Regions from separate parts of the Sus scrofa genome. Here all the other regions are linked to region 1. Evidence: chromatin contacts called from public HiChIP or PLAC-seq data. All regions are on one chromosome and are shown on one strand. Each heading gives the region's core, a stretch centred on a gene start, on an enhancer-like site or on the middle of the called end of the contact. The rest is flanking DNA. Distances are from core to core; before and after follow the strand shown. Region 1 holds the start of EIF3D (eukaryotic translation initiation factor 3 subunit D). Region 2 holds the start of TST (thiosulfate sulfurtransferase). Region 3 holds the start of KCTD17 (BTB/POZ domain-containing protein KCTD17).

Region 1 (4,139 bases), core at 211-2,710:
CTCCAAGTACATAATGGGAAGCTGATGGAAGGCTGTGAATAGATTGCTTTGACCACCCTGACAAGAAGGAACCCTAGAAGGACAAGAGTGGACACTGGGAGTCCAAGCATGAAGCTGGAGATGATGGGGGAAAGTGGCAGCGTTCAAGATTTTTCTTTTCTTTTTTCTTTTTTTTTTTTTTTTTTTTTTTTTTTTTTTTTTTTTTTTTTTTTTTGGCTGCACCTGCAGCATGTGCAAGTTCCATGACCAGGGATCAAACTCGCACCACAGTAGGGATCTGAGCCACAGCAGCAACCATGCCGGGTTCTTAACCCACTGTGCCACCAGGGAACTCCAAAATGTATTTTGAAGAATAAAGAGGACTTATTGAAGGACTGAATGTGGTGGAAAAGGGAAAAGGAACTACCAGTGATGACTACCACATTTTGCAATGAGCACCATTCCATGGGTACCATGAACAAAAATTAGAAAAACTAGAAGATGAGGAAGATGAACAGATCAGGAAAGAACTGTGGAAACACATGCTGCTATTACCATTTGCATTTTACAGGTGAACAAGGTTTAGAGAGATCTAGAACCTATCCAGGTTCTCCCGACTAGTAAGTGGATTCTTCAGTATTTTCACATACATTTATTTTTACCTTCACTGTACCCTCTTATTTTCATCTTCAATTTACAGATAAGGAAACTGAGACCCAGAGATGTGAGGGCTACACAGCTAGTAAGTGGCATGGCCGTGACCAGTTATCAGATCTAATAGCAGATTTATTTTCCAATAAAGAAGACATGCTGAGAGACTGATAAGGAAACTTGGGAGACCAGGTAGAAAAAAATCTGAGGTTTGAACAAAAATCACATGCTCAGATTTTCTTTTAATGTTTTGAAATTCCCCAATAAGACTCCAGAACAAACTCGGTAAGCTGGGAGTTTCTAAAAGGACAGCACCGTACAAGGAGATCCTGCTGAATAGCATTGAGAACTATGTCTAGATACTCATGTTGCAACAGAACAAAGGGTGGGGGAAAAAATGTAATTGTAATGTATACATGTAAGGATAACCTGACCCCCTTACTGTACAGTGGGAAAAAAAAATGAATAAATAAAATAAAATAAAATAAAAAATAATATGTAAAAATGCCATTGTAGGAAAGTGGTTCCTGAGTCACCACTTCAGAATCACAGCTGCTAATAAAAATGCAGGTTCCTGGGCTCCATGGACGTTAGACCCAAAATCTACATTTTTTTCAAATTAACACTCCAGAAATCTTTGTCGAATTATAAGGTTTGACAACCGTAGAGGTATGGTTTAAACCCAGGCAGCCACCCTCCACACTAGCAGTGTGATCTTACGAGGTCACTTTGCATCTCCTGGCCTCAGCTTCCGAAACCGTGAAAAAACCAGGAATCACGACAAAATCTGCCTGAGACGCTCGACCTCCCCCTAGCGGGGAGAATCGAAACACACCAGCGCTAAAAGAAGGTAGGAGCCTGGGGTCGTTGCGGGACACAGAGAGGCCGAAGCGTCCCGCGAGGCATTGTGGGACATAAAGGCGCTGTCAGCCACTCGCCACCTCCAGCTTCAACTGAGAGCCGCCACGTTTTAAAAAACTTGAACGCCTTCTCGGAGCGTCCCCGGATACCCCATGACGTAACGGCAAACATCCTCTGGAGTCTTGCAGCCTCGGAGGCTAATAAGAACACCTCGAAAAGAACACCGATATACTTCCGGGTGTGCCTTCACTTTACGACTCGTGCGTTCCGCCGCCGAACCGGAAGGAAGCTGGCGAGCTATTTACGACATAGCGGGTCGTGTTTACGGCACCGGCCGCTGCGCGCGCATCTCTCCTCCTTTCCCGATTCCTTGAAACGCAGGCTGTGGCGCGGTCTCCGGCCTGCACTATCTCTCGCCATCGGGGCCGGCTAAAGCCGTTGCGGGTGAGTGTCGTGTTCCGTACGGTCCTGCGGATCTCCGGAGCCGACTTGGGCTGCGCCTGGCCTTCCGGGGGGGCTTACCGGAAGAGACCTCTGTACACCCCCTCCTGCTGCCGCTGTCCTTCCACGGGCGGGACAGGTATCGGCCTTCGGGGCCGGACCCAGTGCGGGATGCCGGGCAGTTCCCTGAGGTTGTGGTCCCTGGCCCCAGATAACGCTTAGCGGCCAGGGGGTGGGCGAATGTGATCATATTACTTAACCCAAGTGGGTCTCAGGATCTTTTTAAAGTGGCCCATGGCTCCCTGAGTTTTTATGAGTGAGGTATTGGGGGTGCCAAACCGAGCGGTGTTCGGCCCTGCTCTGAGGAGTTCACAGTCCAAGTTCTCTTACTTTTGTGTGAAATGGAAGTCTAGGATGGAGTAGCGTGATGTCTGATCTGAAACTCCCTACTTTCCAGCAATTGGTGACCGCAGTGGCCGCGAAAACGTACACAGTACTGGGGCCTGCCGGCCACAAGGCCGCCTCTGACTGCCCTGTTGGTGCCTCCTCATCCTGCCTCTGTAGCCAGTACAGCTGTCACTCCCTTTTAACTGAAAGGCTTAGTTTCTCCTGCTGGTTCCATTCTGCTCATTCTTAGATTACGTGTGTTGAAACCAGGTGACTTCTGCCCCCTGGAGAAATGCTGTCAAACCTTGGGCCTGTTTTCCATGAGCTCTGCCAAAACAAGGAGACTTTTTTTTTAAGTGTGTTTGGAGATACTGCCTTCTTGATACGGCCTGAAACCCCAGATCTTTTCAGACTGCTTTTCAGCTATAAAATCATGGGAAGAGCCTTGGACTTGGGCAGACAGCCTTAGAAATCAAATCCATTTTGAAATGATGGGCAGATCAACTGCTCGATTTGGCAGAACTGCCCATTTTTATCCCTAAAATGGGGGGAGAGGAGGTGGGGGGTTAGTGGTGTAGCATCTGACATGTTGTAGGAGCTTGAATTGAGACCATCACCCCTTCACCCGGTCCACTTTCTGAAGTACAATTTAAGTTCAAGTTGGAGGACAGTGCTCCTAGGTTCATTCCCTGTCTCCCAAGTGTCACTTCTGTAGGAAGCCTTGGTTTTCCCACATGGGAAGGAGGAAGAGAGTTTTCTAAATTTAGTACCCTGTGCTCTTTGATTGTTTTCCAGATGCCAAAAAATACTTGTATAATGAATTTTCCCCTGGGAACTGAACTTCTGAACATTTGCAGAGGATTACAGTGGGTGGTAAATGCCTATGCTTTGGTTGGAGGGGTGTTGTTTTGCTTTTTTTAGGGCCGCAGCCTCGGCGTATATAAGTTCCCAGGCTAGAAGTTGAATCAGAGCTGCAGCTGCCGGCCTACGCCACAGCCACAGCCACGGCAACACCAGATCCGAGCCGTGTCTATGATCTACACAATAGCTCACAGCAGTGCCAGATCCTTAACCCACTGAGCGAGGCCAGGGATCAGACCCACATCCTCATGGATGCTAGTCAGATTCGTTTGCGCTGAGCCGCAACAGGAACTCCTGCCTATGTTTTTGATAGGAACTGTCCAGTGAGCATCTTTCTGGAGCCTCTGGTTTTCATTCACCTGAAAGGAGCTCTAGCATCACACAGAAAGGGGACTCTGAAGCCAGTCGGCCTGGGTTCAGATTTTTCATCAATTAGTGTTGTGCCCTTGGGCAGTTTCTTGATTCCTCTGTGCCTCAGTTTTCTTATTTGGAAAGTGGGGATAATACTGGCCCTACCTTGGGATTGTTGGGAGGTGTGAATTTATACGCGTAGTGAGCACTAAGTGTACCTGGTACTCATAATATTTATGAATATTGGCTATATGGCCACTTTTACGTGACCTAAGTTTTCTCATGCCTCCTCAGCCCTCTGGCAAGCCTTTTGCTTGACTCTGGGTCCACTTGCTCTGTGTAAAGATTTGCTTTGACCACCGAAGATTGGAAGAACACAAAGGAAAGTTGCATTTCAGGATATACCCATGGACTCTTATGTTTTTTCAGCACTGTGTGTAAATGCATTTTTGCAAGACTGAGTAGTTATTGTGGCACTTTACATTGGAACCGTTTCCCCAGGTGTTAACTAACAGAGCTTCACAATGATTCTCTGATAGAAATAGAACAAGAATCTTATTTTTACAGGTGAAGGGACTGGGACTCAGGGAAGTTGGATATTGTACACC
Region 2 (3,992 bases), core at 552-3,051, 460 kb before region 1:
TTGGGGGCTCCTTGACTTTTGCTCCCAAGGATGAATTTAGAGTGGAAAGAAGCCTGATTTGGAAGTCAGAACCCCTCCAAAGTCAGTACAAACCCCACTCCCCTGCTTAAAAGTTGTGCAAGGGCAGGCCTGTCTAGAAGCTTAGCATTTCAGGCTTGGCGGGGACTGCAGAGGCCTGAGGTCACCCTGCCTCACCTGCCCCGCTGGACTGGCAGTTCTCATAAAGGACTGTGGGAGGCAGAGGCGGGTCTGGGAGAGCAGGCTGTGTGTGTCACTGAAGGGCGGGGACCAGGTCCCAGTGTGCTTGGCAGGCCTGGACGGCTGTAGGTGGGACTGCTCGCGGGGGTTAAGGACGCCAAGACAAACGGGACAGCCCCAGACCCATCTTCGGAGTGTATACAAACTATACTAGAGGAAGTGTGAGCCCCGGCCTGCTGTCTGGGGTGGGCCCAGGAAGAACAGGGCTCCAGTCAGACCGGCCCTTCTCCAAGGGCCTCCCCAGCACACTCTCTCCCCCAACTGCAAAGCACAAAGCTCAGAGGATGACCTGGCGAAGGACCAATTTTTGCCACTTTTGGTGAGAATATAATTGCCTCAGAATGAAAAGAATGTTTCAAAGGGGGATGAGAGGAGTTCCCACTGTGGCACAATGGAATCGGTGGTGTCTTGGGAGTGCTAGGAGGCAGGTTCCATCCCCAGGCCAGCACAGTGGGTTAGGGATCCGCTGGGGCCACAGCTGCAGCTTAGGTTGCAACTGTGGCTTGGATCTGATCCCTGGCCAGGGGAACTTCATATGCCACCAGAAGGCTGAAAAAAAAAAAGAAAGAAAATAAAAGGGAGATGAGAAAAGTATTCCAGGCACATGTAACAGCATATGCAAAAGTCAGGGGCAGGAATTCCCTTTGTGGCTCAGCCTTAAGGAACCTGACAAGTATCCTTGAGGCTGCAGGTTCCACCCCTGGCCTTGATCAGCGGGTTAAGGATCTGGCATTGCCATGCGCTGTGGTGTAGGTCGCAGCTTCTGCTCGGATCTTGAGTTGCTGTGGCTGTGGCATAGGTCAAATCACAGCTCCAATTAGACCCCTAGCCTGGGAACTTCCATATGCTGCTTTTTGGCTAAGAAACCAAAAAAAAAAAAAAGAAAAAGAAAGAAAGAAAAAAAGTCAGGGGCAGTGGTGTTCCAGCAGTTAACACACCCATGCTAAAAACATTAATTTACGTAAAGATTGAATACAAATGCAGGTTTTTTGTTTTTTTGTGTTCTGTTTGTTTGTTTGTTTGTTTGTTTTAAGCATAAGGCTTCCGGGATGAGCAAGATACACAAAAGCAGCCCTAGGAGTTCCGTCGTGGCTCTGTGGTTAACGAATCCGACTAGAAACCATGAGGTTGCGGGTTCGATCCCTGGCCTCGCTCAGTGGGTTAAAGATCTGGCGTTGCTGTGGCTCTGGCGTAGACCGGTGGCTATAGCTTCGATTGGACCCCTAGCCTGAGAACCTCCATATGCCACGGGAGCGCCCCAAGAAATGGCAAAAAGACAAAAAAAAAAAAAAAAAAAAAAAAAAAAAAGCAGCCCTAGCCTCCTGAGCTTAAGATCCAAGATTAACGATAGCCTGGTCTCCGCCTCACCTCGTGTGCCCCTGGGCAACCCGCTGGTTCTCTCTCTTTGGTGTTTAAATTAAGTTTCTGACCTACTCCGCAGGGCTGTTGTGGGAAGTGACACCCGCAGGGTTGTTGTGGGAAGTGACACCCGGGGGAGGAGCACCCTGCGGAGTTCCTCACCAAGCAGGCCTTGACAAATGTTAGTTTCCTTTCGCTCCAGCAAGTTCTTTGCCAGTTTGTCCTCCCCGGAGCCTCTGGGTCAGCTGGCCTCCTCTCCCAGGCTTCTCCGGCTTTATGAGCCCTACTCCCTCCCTCCTACCCTCTCTGGTGGCACCAGGTGACACCATCCTCCACAGGTCCCCCTCCCGCGGCCACTCAGCCCGACCCCATTCTGCCGGCCTCCCCCAGCTGCTGCGGACAGCCATCCTGAGGGTGAAGCCAGGGCCGCGCCTTCCCTGCTAGGCTGCAGCCCCCAGCTCTGCTCTGGCCCCGGGGCGGCGGGGGGACGTCCCAGGCTGAGCATCCGGACGATCGAGCTCCCTCTAAAGAAAGGCAAGCGCCACGCCGCCCCCGCAGTCACCCGAATCTCGGGATCCTGGCTTCCGGGCTCGGCCATTGCCCGGCGCAGAGCGCCCCCTCCCCGCGCCCGCAGCTGTCCCCTCCTCCCGTCACCAACCTGCTGCCGGCCAAAGGGAGGAGACAACGGCACAGCCCACTGCTGCGGCCACTCGGAGCCCGGGCTGCCGGCGCCTTCCACTGGCCAGGCGGGAGCGGGGGAGGCCCGAGCCGCCGAGCCCTGCCCCACGCCCCTTCCGCGCCGCCCACCGCCCGCGGCGGATCCTGGAGCATCTAAGAGGCGCTGCGAGCCGGGCGGGTGGCCGGGGGACGGACGCGGCGCCGCGGCGGGAGCGCGGAGCTGGGCGAGGGGCGCACGATCCCCCCTGCGTGGAGGCGCAATGGAGTGGGCCGGCCGGGGAGTTGAGGGCTCCGGGTTTGAACCTGCCAACTTCTCCAGCGGGCAGGGGCGAGCGCCAGGGCGGCGGCGAGGGCGAGTGAGTGCGGCGGGGTGGGGCGGCAGCAGACGCCCGGGCCGCCCGGAGTTGGGCCGCCGGCCGGACCACCTGCCACCCAGGGGAGGGTCCCGGTGGGGAGAGTGGGGCGGTCTGCCCCAAGCACCCTGGCCCCAACCGGGGCAGAGGGCACCGGGCCGGGCTGGACTGGGGCGTTCGGGAGGCGGGCGAGCCCATGTTGCTGAGAGGCCGCAGGAAGGTTTGCTAGACGCGAGGCGCGGGTGCGTGCAGGGCTCCAGCGAACCGTCCCCATGCAGCCACTCTCCTGCAGTCCCAGGAAGGGGGCTTTAAGCCCAGGATGCCTTCTCCCGTCAACCTGGGCACCTTCAAACAAGATCTTGAGGGCGAGGATTGCAGCTTGTAGGGCCAGACACCCTCCCTTAGAAGCTCTCGCCCCACCTCTTTCTGCGCGGGAGGGGGCGCAAGGAGACGCGGAAACAGGCTTTCCTTAGGGAACCTACAACCCTAACCCCACCGCACGCCAGCAGCCCTGCCGGCTTGCTGTAAACACGACACCCCGGGGGAGTGCAGCGGGGCAAAGCTCATCCTCCCAGGCCCTACCCCACTGCTCCCACGGTCCTCATACCGGTCTCTTTCCTGATTCCCACCCGCGCCAGGTGACACGCAGAGCTGAAACCATGGTTCAGCAGGTGCTCTACCGGGCGCTGGTCTCCACCAAGTGGCTGGCGGAGTCTGTCCGGACTGGCAAGCTGGGGCCAAGCCTGCGAGTGCTGGACGCCTCCTGGTACTCGCCGGGCACCCGCGATGCTCGCAAGGAATACCTAGAGCGCCATGTGCCCGGCGCGTCCTTCTTTGACATAGAGGAGTGCCGGAACAGAGAGTCACCCTACGAGATGATGCTGCCCACCGAGGCGGGCTTCGCTGACTACGTGGGCCGCCTGGGCATCAGCAACAACACGCACGTGGTGGTGTATGATGGTGATAACCTGGGCAGCTTCTATGCGCCGCGGGTGTGGTGGATGTTCCGGGTGTTTGGCCACCGCACCGTGTCAGTGCTCAATGGTGGCTTCCGAAACTGGCTGAAGGAGGGCCACCCAGTGACATCTGAGCCCTCACACCCAGAGCCAGCCATCTTCAAAGCCACACTGGACCGGTCCCTGCTCAAGACCTACGAGCAGGTGCTGGAGAACCTCGAATCAAAGAGGTTCCAGCTGGTGGATTCTCGGGCTCAAGGGCGGTACCTGGGCACGGAGCCGGAGCCAGATGCAGTAGGTAGGTGTCCCCGTGGGAGAATGGTCCCTGGGGAGCAATGCCTGGAGGAGAGACAGGGAGTAGGAGGTCTGGGACCCTCTCCAGGTTTTC
Region 3 (3,984 bases), core at 1,121-3,620, 490 kb before region 1:
CAGCTGGTACTGCGCTACAGAGGCTGCCAGTTTGGGGAAGAGGCCCCTGCTCCACCAGCTGCGGACTGTAAGCCCTCCCCAGTCATCTGAGATACGGGATCAGCCAGAGAAAGAGAGCCGTACTGCCTCCATGCCCACAGCCACCCTTGCTCACAGCTGGCTTCCTGGGAGGCCAGGCCATCCCCTCCCACAGGGGAGGCTGCCAGCCCCACTGGCTCCCACTATCTCTGTGGGGTTTTTTTCCTTTCTTTTTTGGCCATCCCATGGCATATGGAGTTCCTGGGCCACTGCCTCTGTGCTTGTCACCGCAACCCCCCCCCGCCCCCCGCCGCCACCAAGAGCACCCAATGGAAGCACGGCCAGTCACCTTGGCAGAGTCCCCAGGCCCAGCCCGGGCAGAGGTTTTAGGATTCGATCCTGTCAGGGATGAGAAGAGGCAGGAAATGTGGAAGAAAGGTGATGCCCCCTCCAGCTGGGAGAAATAACTTTGGAGCTCCATGGAAGGCCCTGGCAGGCCGCCCAGGACAGGGCTGGGGTGTGGGCCCCGGGCAGCCCCCTGGACCAACTCACCCTCCTCGGCCATGTCCTTGTCCAGCACCAGCTTGCCGTGCCGGAGGAAGTTCAGGATGGGCCCGAAGTAGGTGGGGTCTCGGTCGATGAGGTAGGCCCCAGTCTCATCCTGTGGGGGCGAGGGGCACAGGCGGTCAGAGGAGAAGAGCGAACCCCCGCTCCCTGTCTGACCCTGCACACCCCCTCCTCACTTCAGTCCCAGTAAAGGATCAGAGGGAGGGCAGGAAGAGGCAGAGGGTTTGCTCATCCCCAGAACAGAGGGGCAGGATGGAATTAAAAGGCTTCAGGGTCAGGAGTTTCCATGTGGCTCAGCGGGTTAAGAACCCAACTAGTATCCATGAGGATGCAGACTTGATCCCCCACCCCGCTCAGTGGGTTAAGGATCCAGTGTTACCCTGAGCTATGGTGTAGGTCACAGTTGTGGCTTGGATCCTGTGTTGCTGTGGCTGTGGTGTAGGCCAGCAGCTGCAGCGCCAATTCGATCCCTAGCCTGGGACCTTCCATATGCCGTGAGTGCGGCCCTAAAATGAAAAACAAGCAAACGAAAAAAGCCTTTGGGGTCAGACACACCTAGGTTCAAATCCTGCCTCTGCCTTTTCCTGGCTGTGTGACCTTGGGCCAGTGAATGGGCCTCTCTGAGCCTTACTCCTCTCCCCCATAATGAGGGGACATTGTGAGCATCCAGTAAGGTCTGAGTGGCATCCGACCCAGAGTAGGGCTCAGGGATTGTCCCTCTTAGAGGCTGTTTCCTGAAGCCAGCTCTAAGCTGTCTTCACTAGATCCCCGGTCATTCTGGGGATGTTTACAAGTTTCCAAAGGAACCGCTCTCTCATTGGATACCCTCAGCCTGCAGGGAGGCAGGGCGGGCATCAGCACAACTCTACAGAGAGAAAGCAGAGACATCATCAGGTGAGGGGACTCGCCCAAGGTCATAGCATCAGAGGGTCTGGAAATGGGATGGAGGGAGCCTTTGAGGTCATTGCCTGACCAGCCCCCTGGGGTTGCAGGCAGGAGGCTGAGCCTGGCGCAGGGAAGTATCTGACCCAGAGTCATGCAGGCAGTTTTAAAGCCGAGATGGGAACCCAGAAATGGTGCCCCAGGCCAGCGCTCCTCCCAGATGAAGCCCAGCTCAGAACACACCCTGGGGTTTCTCCACCCAGCTCCTGGCACACCAGGCCACCCACACCCCAAACGGCGGGGAGAAGTAGCCTTGCACTCCTTCTGTGGTGCAGGAGTCCGGTTTGGGCAGGAGAAAAGGCCCTAGGGGTCTGTCCCTCCCCCCAGTTCCAAAGCAGGGTGAGAGTCCCCATCCATCAGCCTCCGGGGTTGGGAGCCCTGGGCACAAAAGCTCCAAATGGCCGCAGCCTGGCGTTGTCCTGTTGCCACGGCAATGGCACATCCCTCACTCTCCGATCCACTTCCTTCTCCCGGGCTCCAGCCAGTTCTTCCCGCCTCCAGCTCTTGGAAATAAACCCGGCCGGGTTTCCAGCCCCGAGGGGGTGCCAGGCCGGAGAGCCAGATTCCAGCGAGCGAAGGATCCCCAGCCCGACAGCCGCCCACCCCGTGGGCCTCACCCGGTCGGACTGCAGCTCTTCCCCCTGGCACAGGCGGCTGAGGAAGGACTTCTGCTCCCTGCATAGCGTCTGCCGGGTGGTCAGGAACACCGTGCCCCCCACGTTGAGCCGCACCCACTTGCCCCAGCCGCCCGCCCCCGCCGGCGGCGCTGCCTCGCCGGCCTCCATCCTCATCGCTCTTCCCAGCGTCTGCATCCTCCCGGCGAGGCGGCTGGAGGCGGGCAGGTACCGCGCGCAGGGCATGCCGGGAGCTGTAGTTCGCACCGCCCCCCGCAGGTGGAGCCCCGGCTGAGGGTCCCCCGACCCCCGCGATCCTGCCTTCCCCAGTCCTGCCCTCCTTTACCCTTCCTGGAAGACCCGCAAGCGGGTGTCTCTTAAAGAAGTCCTTGGCCAAATTACTCTGGAGAAGGTCAAGTTGTTATTTTTCTGTCATTTTTTTAAAGTTGCGTTGAAGTCTAGTTGATTTACAATGTGAGAATTTCTGCTGTACAACAAAGTGATTCAGTTGGACATGCACACGTCTATTCTCTTTCGGACTCGTTTCCCACATAGATGATCACAGAACATTGGGTAGAGTTTTCTGTGCTGCACAGGTACGGGTTGGCCAGTCATTCATACCTCAGTGCGCATGTGCCAATCCCAACCCCCTCCCCCCCCCGACCATTCCAGCCCCACCCCCTCACCAGAAGTGACGGTCAAGTTCCAAGTCACTGGGAGAAGAGTGAGTGAGACCCCAAGCCAGCAATCGTCCTCTTTGGTCTCCCAGCATCATTTTCCTTTTGTCCAATATGGGTTATCAAACAGCTGACATGAGAAGAAGGGCCAAGGGCTGAAGGGAAGCTTTCCTCCTTAATTTCCTTTCCTTCTCATGGTTTCAGTCCTGGTCCTGGAGTAGGGGGAGGACCTGAGACTTTGCTCCATGATGCCAGTGTCACAATGCCAGTGTCACACCCACTGGCCCCGCACACTGGGCAGCCTGGCCCTGCACTGGGGGAAAGCTTATAACTCCTCCAGCTCTGCTTTCCCCTTGGCAGGGAAAGTGGCACTGCTACCAGACTCCTGCTCCTAGGAACTTGTGTTCTCTTAAGCACAAGTTCAAGTGTGAACTTGAGCAACTTCCCCCCTGAACTTCAGTTTTCCCTGAATAGAGAATTAGAATAGTTGCTACTGGGGAGTTCCTGTTGTGGCTCAGTGGGTTAAGAACCCCACACAGTATCCCTGAGGATGTGCATTCAATCCCTGGACTCGCTCAATGGGTTAAGGATCCCACGTTGCCACATTTGTGGTGCAGGACACAGATGTGGCTTGGATCCAGCATTGCTGTGGCTGTGGTATAGGCCAGCAGCTGCAGTTCCGATTCGACCCTTAGCCCAGGAACTTCCATATGTCGAGGGCCTAAAAAGCCAAAAAAAAAAAAAAAAAAAAAAAAAAAGAGAGAAAGAAAGAAAGAAAAGAAAAGAAAAAGAGGAGTTCCCATCATGGCTCAGTGGTTAATGAATCCGACTAGGAACCACGAGGTTGCAAGTTCCATCCCTGGCCTCGCTCAGTGGGTTAAGGATTTGGTGTTGCCGTGAGCTGTGGTGTAGGTCACAGACGCATCTCGGATCCCATGTTGCTGTGGCTCTGGCGTAGGCTGGAGGCTACAGCTCCGATTCAGACCCCTAGCCTGGGAACCTCCATATGCCACAGGAACAGCCCTAGAAAAGGCCAAAAGACAAAAAGAAAAGAAAAGAAAGAAAGAAAAAGAATTCTTGCTCCTGGACAGCACTGTTGTGAAGACTGAATTATGGCTGTGAAACACCTGACATGGTCTCTGGCTTGTCCTATACTGAATAAATGG

What was found. HiChIP or PLAC-seq counts read pairs in DNA pulled down with a chosen protein or histone mark.
Region 2: an H3K27ac HiChIP or PLAC-seq map of alveolar macrophages shows a contact between it and region 1. The contact joins the promoter of TST here to the promoter of EIF3D in region 1. A contact is called at or near these places in 3 of 5 promoter capture datasets (fetal liver, fetal skeletal muscle and liver) and 2 of 2 datasets of contacts at active chromatin or transcription factors (alveolar macrophages and skeletal muscle).
Region 3: a contact with region 1 is called in an H3K27ac HiChIP or PLAC-seq map of alveolar macrophages. The contact joins the promoter of KCTD17 here to the promoter of EIF3D in region 1. A contact is called at or near these places in 4 of 47 Hi-C or Micro-C datasets (mesenteric adipose tissue, retroperitoneal adipose tissue, skeletal muscle and 1 more) and 1 of 2 datasets of contacts at active chromatin or transcription factors (alveolar macrophages).

The regions. Positions count from the first base shown.
Region 1 is chr5:11,211,852-11,215,990 of Sscrofa11.1, forward strand. It overlaps EIF3D (eukaryotic translation initiation factor 3 subunit D), which reads left to right and starts at 1,461. Exons shown (of 15, transcript NM_001244723.1): 1 at 1,461-1,935.
Region 2 is chr5:10,747,463-10,751,454 of Sscrofa11.1, forward strand. TST (thiosulfate sulfurtransferase) reads left to right here and starts at 1,802. Exons shown (of 3, transcript XM_005663810.2): 1 at 1,802-2,151; 2 at 3,287-3,902. The coding sequence starts at 3,308. MPST (3-mercaptopyruvate sulfurtransferase) reads right to left here and starts at 2,364. Exons shown (of 3, transcript XM_021091532.1): 1 at 2,276-2,364; 2 at 1-807. MIR9819 (microRNA 9819) reads right to left here and starts at 2,148; the gene lies at 2,051-2,148.
Region 3 is chr5:10,716,597-10,720,580 of Sscrofa11.1, forward strand. KCTD17 (BTB/POZ domain-containing protein KCTD17) reads right to left here and starts at 2,371. Exons shown (of 7, transcript XM_021091530.1): 1 at 2,145-2,371; 2 at 571-679. The coding sequence starts at 2,339.